Regions from separate parts of the Triticum aestivum genome. Here region 2 is linked to region 1. Evidence: chromatin contacts called from public Hi-C data. All regions are on one chromosome and are shown on one strand. Each heading gives the region's core, a stretch centred on a gene start, on an enhancer-like site or on the middle of the called end of the contact. The rest is flanking DNA. Distances are from core to core; before and after follow the strand shown. Region 1 has its middle 49 kb from the start of LOC123075016. Region 2 holds the start of LOC123079843 (protein ABHD11).

Region 1 (4,482 bases), core at 1,238-3,737:
GTTTCCTAGCATTGCAATACCGTTTGTGCTCACTTTTATCATTAGTTACCTTGCTGTTTTTATATTTTCATATTACAAAAACCTATATCTATCATCCATATTGCACTTGTATCACCATCTCTTCGCCGAACTAGTGCACCTATACAATTTACCATTGTATTGGGTGTGTTTGGGACACAAGAGACTCTTTGTTATTTGGTTGCAGGGTTGTTTGAGAGAGACCATCTTCATCCTACGCCTCCTACGGATTGATAAACCTTAGGTCATCCACTTGAGGGAAATTTGCTACTGTCCTACAAATCTCTGCACTTGGAGGCCCAACAACGTCTACAAGAAGAAGGTTGCGTAGTAGACATCAGGACTGCCGTTGGAGATGCCCTTATATTAACCAAAGAACAAAGTAATGCTTCCGCTGCCTACTGCTACCACAGGCTATCAGAGCATCTCCAGCCGCACCCCAACAAGCCCCCCCCAGGCGATTTTTCGGCCGCCAGCGCCGAAATATCGGCCCAGTCGCGCCCCCAAAGGCCCATTTTTCGCCGGCTCGAGCCGAAATTGGCGCCGGCGGACCCAGGCCGAACCCGGCGCGCTCGGGGCGCCAGCCGAATCGTTTTTGGCGCGAAAATCCGCGGGCCCTCCTTGGCAGCGACTCGGCTCTTCTCGCCGCTTCGTCGTCTTCATCGCCTTGGTTCCCGCGGCGAATCAATGCCAAAGCTGCCGCGCGCTGCCGCGCCGGTCAGCCTCCTCCATTGATGCCTCACGCGCAGCGCAGTGAAGACCGGACGACACGCGTCCCTCGCCCGCCACGCGTACACACGGCGGCCACGCGTACGCGCGGCGCCTCCGCTTATATAAGCCGCCCCCAGCGCGCCGGTGACGCACAGACTCTCCACCGCCGACGCCCCGTTCCTCCCTCTCCTCTCGCCATCTCCAGTTCAACCATGGCCGAGCGCTTCCCAGGCGACGACGAACGGCTTCGGCCGCCGCCTCCTTCACGAGGACGAAGCTCGGCTCCTCTATGAGGCCGAGTACCCGGTCCCGCCGGACATGCGGGTGCCCGGGGCGTGGAGGATCAGCGTCGGCGGGGTCCCGGTGCCACCACCGCCCACCGGGGCGGCGCGGCGTGCGGAGATCGCGCGTATCCGCGCCTCTCTGCCGCAGGCGGCGAGGGAAGGCCCACGGTACGTCCCCGATAGCTCACTGTGGGAGCCCTACTTCCGTCGCCGCCACGCCGAGCAGCTCGAGGCCACCAACGGCGTTGTGCCCTCCGGGAGGCTCAACTCCGAAGGTCGCCGCCGATGGTGGGGCGTGCCCGGCGCACGCTGGAGGCCGTCCTCGAGTACATCGAGGGCGGCAACACGCCCAGGCTGGAGTACCCCGCTCCCCCATCCTTCTCCCACCGGCGTGGGAGCTCGTGGACGCGAGGCGCATGGACCCGGGGGCGTCCTCCTCCTCGTCCGGCCGCTCATCCGACTCTCCCTGCCTCCGCCCCGTCAAGCCGGAGCCCCAGGACACGTCGGTCAGCCACCGCACCCGCAGCTCCGGCGTCCGCATCGCCGACTCCTCCCCCACTTCCGGCCGCCTCGTCCTCGTCAGGCCGAAGGCGGAGCCCGGCCTCCCCGCGGAGTACGAGGCCATAGTCCGGCACGGCTTCTCCGACGAGGAGGCCCTAAAGTGGGCGCGGGACGACTACCTCCGCGACGAGATGGCCCGGCAGCGCCGAGCCCTGGAGGACATAGCCGCCCGCAAGCGTGGGCGCGAGGACGAGAACGGCGTGGTGATCCTCGACAGCGACAAGGACGAGGACGCCCCCGGACCGTCCAACCCGCCACGCCAACCTGGGAAGGGGTGCAGCAAGGACAGCGTCCGCGGAGGAGGCGACGACGACGGCGGCGGCGGTGGCGGCGACTACACGCAGTTCTACAGGCTCCTCGGCATGTAGAGCTTCAAGGGCGGCGGGCGGCGAGGAGCGGCGAGGGCGACGGCGGGCCTAGTAGCGTTTTTTTTTTCTTTTTTTTAAAATATTTTAACTATGTATGAACTCGCCAAAGTTTGGTTGAATTTGCGCCTAGTTTGTGCCGGATTTTAGTTTTCAAAAAATCATGGGCGCCGCGACTGGGGGGCATCACGCTCCCAGCACGCGGTTTGCGCCGGTGCACCTTCAGAGGGCGATTTTTAGCGCCTCTTCGGGGGCCAACGGCTGGAGATGCTCTCAGACCAAAGGCTAGCAGTGGGTGTTAGCCCGGCTGATTGATTTTAAACAACCATTATCCCGAAAATAAAATCTGAACAACGATGGCCGATTTATGATCAGGCATGATGGCCTAACACAAAACGTCAAAAGCGTCAAACACGCACCTGGGAAAAAAAAAAAGCGTCAAACATGCGTGTCGCTCTGACGATGGCCAGCGACCCGACGAGTCCAGCGACCCCAGTGACATTTGGCCACCGCCACGGCGCCCGGCAGATTTCGTCGACCCGGTCTTTCGCCGCTCGCCCACCCACACCCAGGCCACGCATCCCACATGCCACATGCCTCCCGCAGCGGTGCGTTCCCCAGGAGGGACGGCCTCCCAACGTGCGCTTCTCGTGGGCACTGACACGGAGTAGAAACCAAATGCCGCAGTTAAATCGCGCCTAACTGCTGCCAGTTGCTTGACCGCCGTGCCTCATCGAGCTGGGGCCCGTGACTCCGTTCGCCCATGTAAAGTTTTAAACCACACGGGAATGGCAGTCCGGCCGGCCGATTGCCGGCGGCACGGCGCGAGGATGAAAACAGGAAGACGCATGTTCTTATCCACACCATATGCGTCAGTGATCAGGGTCTCTCTGACTTCGTTTGGAACACAACAGCGTTTCATTAAAATTAAATCTAGCTTAAGAGGTGCATCGCCACGCCGTTCGCCGTTCTTCGCTAGGATTATCTTCGGTCGGTTGTTTCGTTCTGGTTTTATCTGCGTTAGTTCGAGTTTAGTTATGTTCTGATGATGTTTTTTGTTAGTGTATGAATGATGGGGTGCTGATTTTTTTCCCGATAAAGAGTGAATTTTATTAACTCAAAATAAAGCATCAAGTGTATACAAACACAATAAGCACACACCCGGTTTCTTCATAGTTAGGATGTACACAGGCAACACCAATGCACACATATAAAAACACGCTGACAAATAGCAAAGCCATATAAAACCAAAGCTATGCCTAAGTGAGAGAAAAAATCCCAAAGCGATCAAATCTATTGTCGACAAACTACAACTATGACCATATCCGCACCAATTATCTCATGACACCACAAGGGCAACGAGATTCTTCAACGGTAACGCCTTCAGGAAGGGAGCGACACTTAAGCACCGTCGTCACTCGTTCCAACCATCAGAAGTTAGATTCTAGATTTTCATCCTAAAAAATCATTCTGAGCAATGCCTTCAACAAAGCAACGATGCAAAAACATCATCACTACCAGGTATAACCAACTCAGGTCAAACCTAGGTTTTCACCCCCGGAGTTCGTCGAAGTCAAATCATTTGTTTTCTTCACCACTTTTCGCGACCCCAGCAGCTGGCCTAGAAAACCGACCGTCGTCGCCACACAACCATACCCTATGCGTCAAGGCATCGTCTATAGATTACCTCTCACCGCCGAATGCAACCACCGGATCTAGAGAGAGAATCCCTCACAAAGACCTTTCGATGGCCACCGAAATCCGCAGCGAGGCCGCCGCCGCAGGCCGGAGTGGTCGTCCATTGCTGCCATAGCAGTCGAAGATGGAGAAGCCGAATCTGGCAAAAACCGATCCCAACAGCCATCCGCAACGATGCAGCCACTGCAGCACAAGCTGGAGCGTCCGAGCTCCACGACACCGTTGTAGTGCCAATGGCAGCCGATGCCCCTAGCCACCACTAGCGCCTAGATCCGTGCTCGCGCAGATGTGATGAGGCAGCACCCAATCACGCCGGCGGCGGCTGGACACTGAGGTCGGATTCCGCCCGGCCAGGGAAGAGCCATGGGAAGGAGGCACAACTAGGGCGAGTCTGCGCGATATCCAATCAAGAGGAGGAGAAGGTAGATCGGACACGCGTGCGGGAAAGCTCCCACCGCCGCCGCCCACCGCGAAGGGGCAACGCGGGGGCATTTCCTGATGTGTGTGTTTGGCATATTAGTTCTAAAAGGAGAGTTTAGTTGTTTCATTCGTCGTTGTAGTGTCCTTACACATTTCAGCGTCGGTGTAAGTCGATGGTCGTTGTGTGAGCATCATGAGGGCGGGCAAGTCTACATCTCGCTTTATACAAGACAAAAGATCACGTCGCCTACAAAGTCAATAGTGGGCCGAAACAGTAACCATGTGTTTCATCGTGCTCACATCACAGACGTAATTTTTTGTTTTAAACTATTGTTTAAATTTTGAAAAAACTAAACAGAAACACTAAGAAAATTAATTTAGTTAATTTATTTAAAATGTTCATCACACATTGAAAAAATGTTTAT
Region 2 (4,482 bases), core at 778-3,277, 390 kb before region 1:
TTTTTTATACTGCAAAATAATTTGCGCATTCAAAAAAATATTTATGGGATTTGGAAACAATGTAGAAACAATATGTCCTGGCGGTTTGTTTTTCAAAATTGATTATTTTTTCAAAACAAATGAACTTTTCTGTAATTCATGAGCTTTTCCCAAAATGTTTAAAAATATTAAAAACAAATTGCTACAGTAACCTTTTACATGTGTGATAAATTACGCGACTACAAATGTACTTATAACTTTCGCCTTGCTATTTACCAGTAGCGCACAGTAGGTCAGGTGGTTATTCATACTAGTAGTTCGATGCTCTCATGGCGCGAGTTCGATCCACCCTCTGAACTTTTCTTGAGGTGTTTTTTTTTTGCTTTTTTGGCGCGAGTACCAGGAACCGGCCCAGTGAAAGTTACGAGGTCCCAGGGTGTGCACGATCATCGCTCCGAACTTTTTTTTGAAGCAAAAGTTATTTCAAAACAAAAATGGCTCAGCGAAAGTTACGAGCTCCCCAGGGTGTGCGCCTTTTGGAATTGTTGTTATTGAACGAAAGAATAATTTAGCGGGCCGGCCCACCAGACGAATCCCGGTTCAAATGATGTCAGGGTTCGATTTAGACCGGGATTGCATAGTTTAATGTGCAATCGACCAGGATTTTGACTTGGGGGTCCATTTCGTCTAACCTCTACAAGTTCAAGGTTTAAAATGGACTTTTTCCAAAAAAATTATGATTGGAAACACGACCAATCTCTCACTAAATTTTGTTATAAACACAAGGTTCATTTTTTATTTTGTTCTTGATGAAGTGAAATCCTTTGGCCGCCTCATCAAAACAAATGTTCCAACTCTGAGATGCTTGCTTTAATCCATAAATGAATTTCTAAAGCATGCATACCTTAGAGCAACTCTAGCAGAGTCTCCGTATCTGAGATCGCCATCCGCCATATGAAATGCGTTCCATGCGAATATGGAGGCTGTCGAGGTGACGCGGAAACACAAAGCCGCCATATCTCAACCTCCATAATTTGTTTTACTGTTTTTTCATTCAAACACTTAGATTCCCTCCAAAAGTAAATGTTTGGCACACCAAGCAATCATGAATATAATTTTTGACAATTTGCACAAACAAAAGCATTAACCAGTGACATGCACAAATCACATGTCGCCGTTGTGTGCACCGTCCACTCCGCTGATGTCTGCGCCATTCTTTCCTCCTTCGGCGTGTGTATTTTGTCCTTGTTCGAGGTTCCTAAAACGTATGGTGATATCCCATGGACTCGCCCAAAATTCCCCAGCCATTGGATCCATCGTGATGAACTGATTCTGGGTGTTCAGGCGGCCATCTCTTGCCCGATCAGCCTTCATGTGGAGCCTACGCAACTCCACCTCCGCCTTAATTTAGAGCATCTTCTCCTCAATGTCTAGTTGATTCCGTTTGCTCTCTTGCATAGCCCCTATATCGCCTTCTTCTCTTCATTCTTCTTCTCCTCCATCTCTAACTTTTATTGCCTCCTCTTCTCAGTATACTCGTTTCTTGCCCTCTTCAACTCATCGGTATTGTTATTCATCGCCTCCACCTCTCCTTCTTTTTCATCTTCCTTCCATTGGGCCGACCCGTGCTACAATGGCGGTGCTACAACAAAGCCAAAGGGCCCTGGCCCCGCCCAACTATGAGATTTTCTTTAAGGCAACTCTCCGCCAATAGCTATTTCTATCAGCCGGCCCACCCACCCAGCTATTTGGGCCAAGTTCTGCCACTACCGTGCTAGTCGATGAAATGATACTCCTAGACACATCGACTGTGCGGTTGTCCATCTCTGAAAATGGAATTGAAATAAAAGATGTGCGGTTGTCCATCTTTTTAGTTTCTTCATAGATATTGGAGGACTATCCTAATTCCTCGTTAGGTTTAATAAATTAGCCAACTCAGTACGTACATCAAGACAGTTTGGCCGAGTGGTCTAAGGCGCCAGATTTAGGCTCTGGTCCGGAAGGGCGTGGGTTCAAATCCCACAGCTGTCATATTTTTTTTTTCCTGTTTTCAGCTCATCTTTATTTTTTTCTGTTCGTTCTGTGCTCTTCGGCTCGGCAGCCATTACCCCATCGCCGCGTCGCCTGGCGAGAACTCCCGCGGAGCGATCGGCCATGGCGGCGTCCCTCCGAGCGTCCTCCTCCTCCCTCCGCTCGCGCCTCCTCTCCTCCCCCGCCTCCTGGTCTCCCTGGCGCCTGCTCCTCTCCTCCTCCGTCCACTCGGACGCCGCCCACCAGACCGAAACCCTCGCCTTCCACGAGATCCAGCTCTCCCCGGAGAAGCCGCCTACCGCCACCGCCTTCGTCCTCCACGGCCTCCTGGGCTCCGGCCGCAACTGGCGCACCTTCTCCCGCACCCTCGCCTCCCAGCTCCGCGACCGCTCCCCCGCCGACGGTAACTGCCGCAGAATACCCCCTTTATTAAATGCGTATATCTGTTTAACAGTTAGCACTGCTACTGATCGTTGTGGTATCCATTGAACGTTGGAGAATCGTCAATGTGCTCGGCATTTTACATAGCTCAGCGCTTGCTTACAGTCACAGGCCGGGAGTTTGTTTAGAGACCTGAATTTTGTGATTTGTATGCGTGTGTGTTTGTGTTTGTAGAGTGGAAGATGGTTCTTGTGGATTTGAGGAACCATGGGAGCTCAGCCAGGATCAAAGGGCTGAGCCCGCCCCATGATATGTCGAGTGCGGCCAAAGATCTTGCTGATTTGGTGAAGGCTCGGGGCTGGACATGGCCAGATGTCGTCGTGGGTCACTCCATGGGTGGAAAGGTTGCACTGGATTTCGCGGAGAGTTGCTCCCGTGGCGATTACGGAGAATCTGCTGCTCTTCCCAAACAGGTTCAGTGAGTTATTTTTAGCTTCCACGTGATTGGTTCTAACATATTAGTTCTTCTGTTTGCCAATTGTTTTATTATTGTTCTTGTGCATAAATTGTCTGATTTTGCAACTTACAGTAGGTGCAGTTTATACTTATTTACATAGTCATGCAGTGTTGATCTAGAAAATCCTACTGTTACATATGAAAAAGGTGACACGAAGGAAACAAGAATCATGTAGTTCACTATGTGTAACAAAGTAAAGTATGCTTTGAGATGTGTAAGAGATCCTAATGTAGCATCCCAGTACAACCTCCGGAGAATTTGTTGTGATTCTGTTGTGAGAATGACAATTTATTGCCTTTTGTACTTGGTAGTTGATTTCTTGGCATCATCTTTATCCCCTGATTATTTTGATTGGTCACGCTTACTGAACATTACTGGGTCAAGGGGATAAAGAATGTGTATCCCTGTCTCATTTATTTCCTTTGATGCAGAACAGCTCTGGGTGCTTGATTCTGTCCCTGGAGAAGTACAAATAGATAACAGTGACGGTGAAGTTGAACGGGTTTTGCAAACACTAGCAAGTCTTCCTTCATCGCTTCCATCGCGCAAGTAATTCTTTTACATTCCCTCGATAAGATATATTTCTCTCCTTCCTAATCCATCTGAAATATTAATTTAAAGTGTACTATTCAATCTGCTCATTTTATCGAATAGTGGGCATCAGCAAACAAATCTAGTGCGTACATCACTTGACCAAACATTAATGTAGCGACCCATCACACAGAAAAGGTTCATGTGCAAACAGTGTGGTGTATGAGTACATGGCACAAAGGCTGATAACAACGCCGAAAGATGGAATGACAGAACAAGAAATGACAATTCGTTATATTGATAATTCTAGTCAGTATGTATTCCAAAACCAGTACATGTTAAATTCTAGGCTATAGTGTGTGTAACCATGTGCCGGAAGGGTGTACATGGAATCAAAATTTTGCTAGATGCTCAGAGCACTAAAATAACCTTAAACACACCGTGCATTTCAAATGTCAACTGGCTTGGTTACTTTGATGCTCAGGGCGAGTAATTTTTAGTATCCAGACATCCAATATTTGTCCGGGCGAGTAGGAAGCATAGTCCTCTTATTGTAAAATGGTTGACGCCTGCCTGGTCCAACGATTATCTTGCACTAACTTACTCATGAAGCCTTGAAGGAGCAGAGCTGACATTTTGGCTCTTTCAAGATAATTAGCATGAACTACTAAATAATTCACTTTTGTTCAGATTCTTAATGTTATGACTGTTTGCTATCAGGTGGGTTGTGGACCACATGGTCAGCCTGGGATTCTCCAAATCACTTTCAGACTGGATTGGCAGCAACTTGAAGAAGGACAATGAACATGTGACCTGGGCTTTTGATCTTCAGGCTGCCACAGACATGTTTAATTCTTACAGGTAGCAATCAGTTTATCTTTTGCCTCAACAACACTTCCTCTTGTCTGATTATTGCCCTGTGTTGGTATCTTCAATCCATTGGCGTACTAGTTGTCATGTAATCCTGCATCATCCAAACATATTCAACACGTTGCTGTATTCAAACTGAGTTAAGTTACTGTTAATTTTCAGAGATAGAAGCT

Evidence for each region. Hi-C and Micro-C count contacts between places; a contact is called where the count stands out from the background.
Region 2: a contact with region 1 is called in a Hi-C map of leaf, with 5 times the contacts expected there. The contact joins the promoter of LOC123079843 here to the enhancer-like site in region 1. A contact is called at or near these places in 2 of 5 Hi-C or Micro-C datasets (both in leaf).

The regions. Positions count from the first base shown.
Region 1 is chr3D:481,862,641-481,867,122 of IWGSC CS RefSeq v2.1, reverse strand. No RefSeq gene overlaps it. Among protein-coding and RNA genes, the nearest start is that of LOC123075016, 49 kb to the right of the region's middle. Within about 2 kb of position 2,487, at least 2 of the 8 cell types and tissues checked have an H3K27ac peak or open chromatin away from gene starts, as enhancers often do. A contact at or near this core is called in leaf, where this site is marked.
Region 2 is chr3D:482,253,823-482,258,304 of IWGSC CS RefSeq v2.1, reverse strand. LOC123079843 (protein ABHD11) reads left to right here and starts at 2,027. Exons shown (of 5, transcript XM_044502665.1): 1 at 2,027-2,413; 2 at 2,626-2,864; 3 at 3,345-3,457; 4 at 4,160-4,300; 5 at 4,472-4,482. The coding sequence starts at 2,134. TRNAL-UAG (transfer RNA leucine (anticodon UAG)) reads left to right here and starts at 1,931; the gene lies at 1,931-2,010.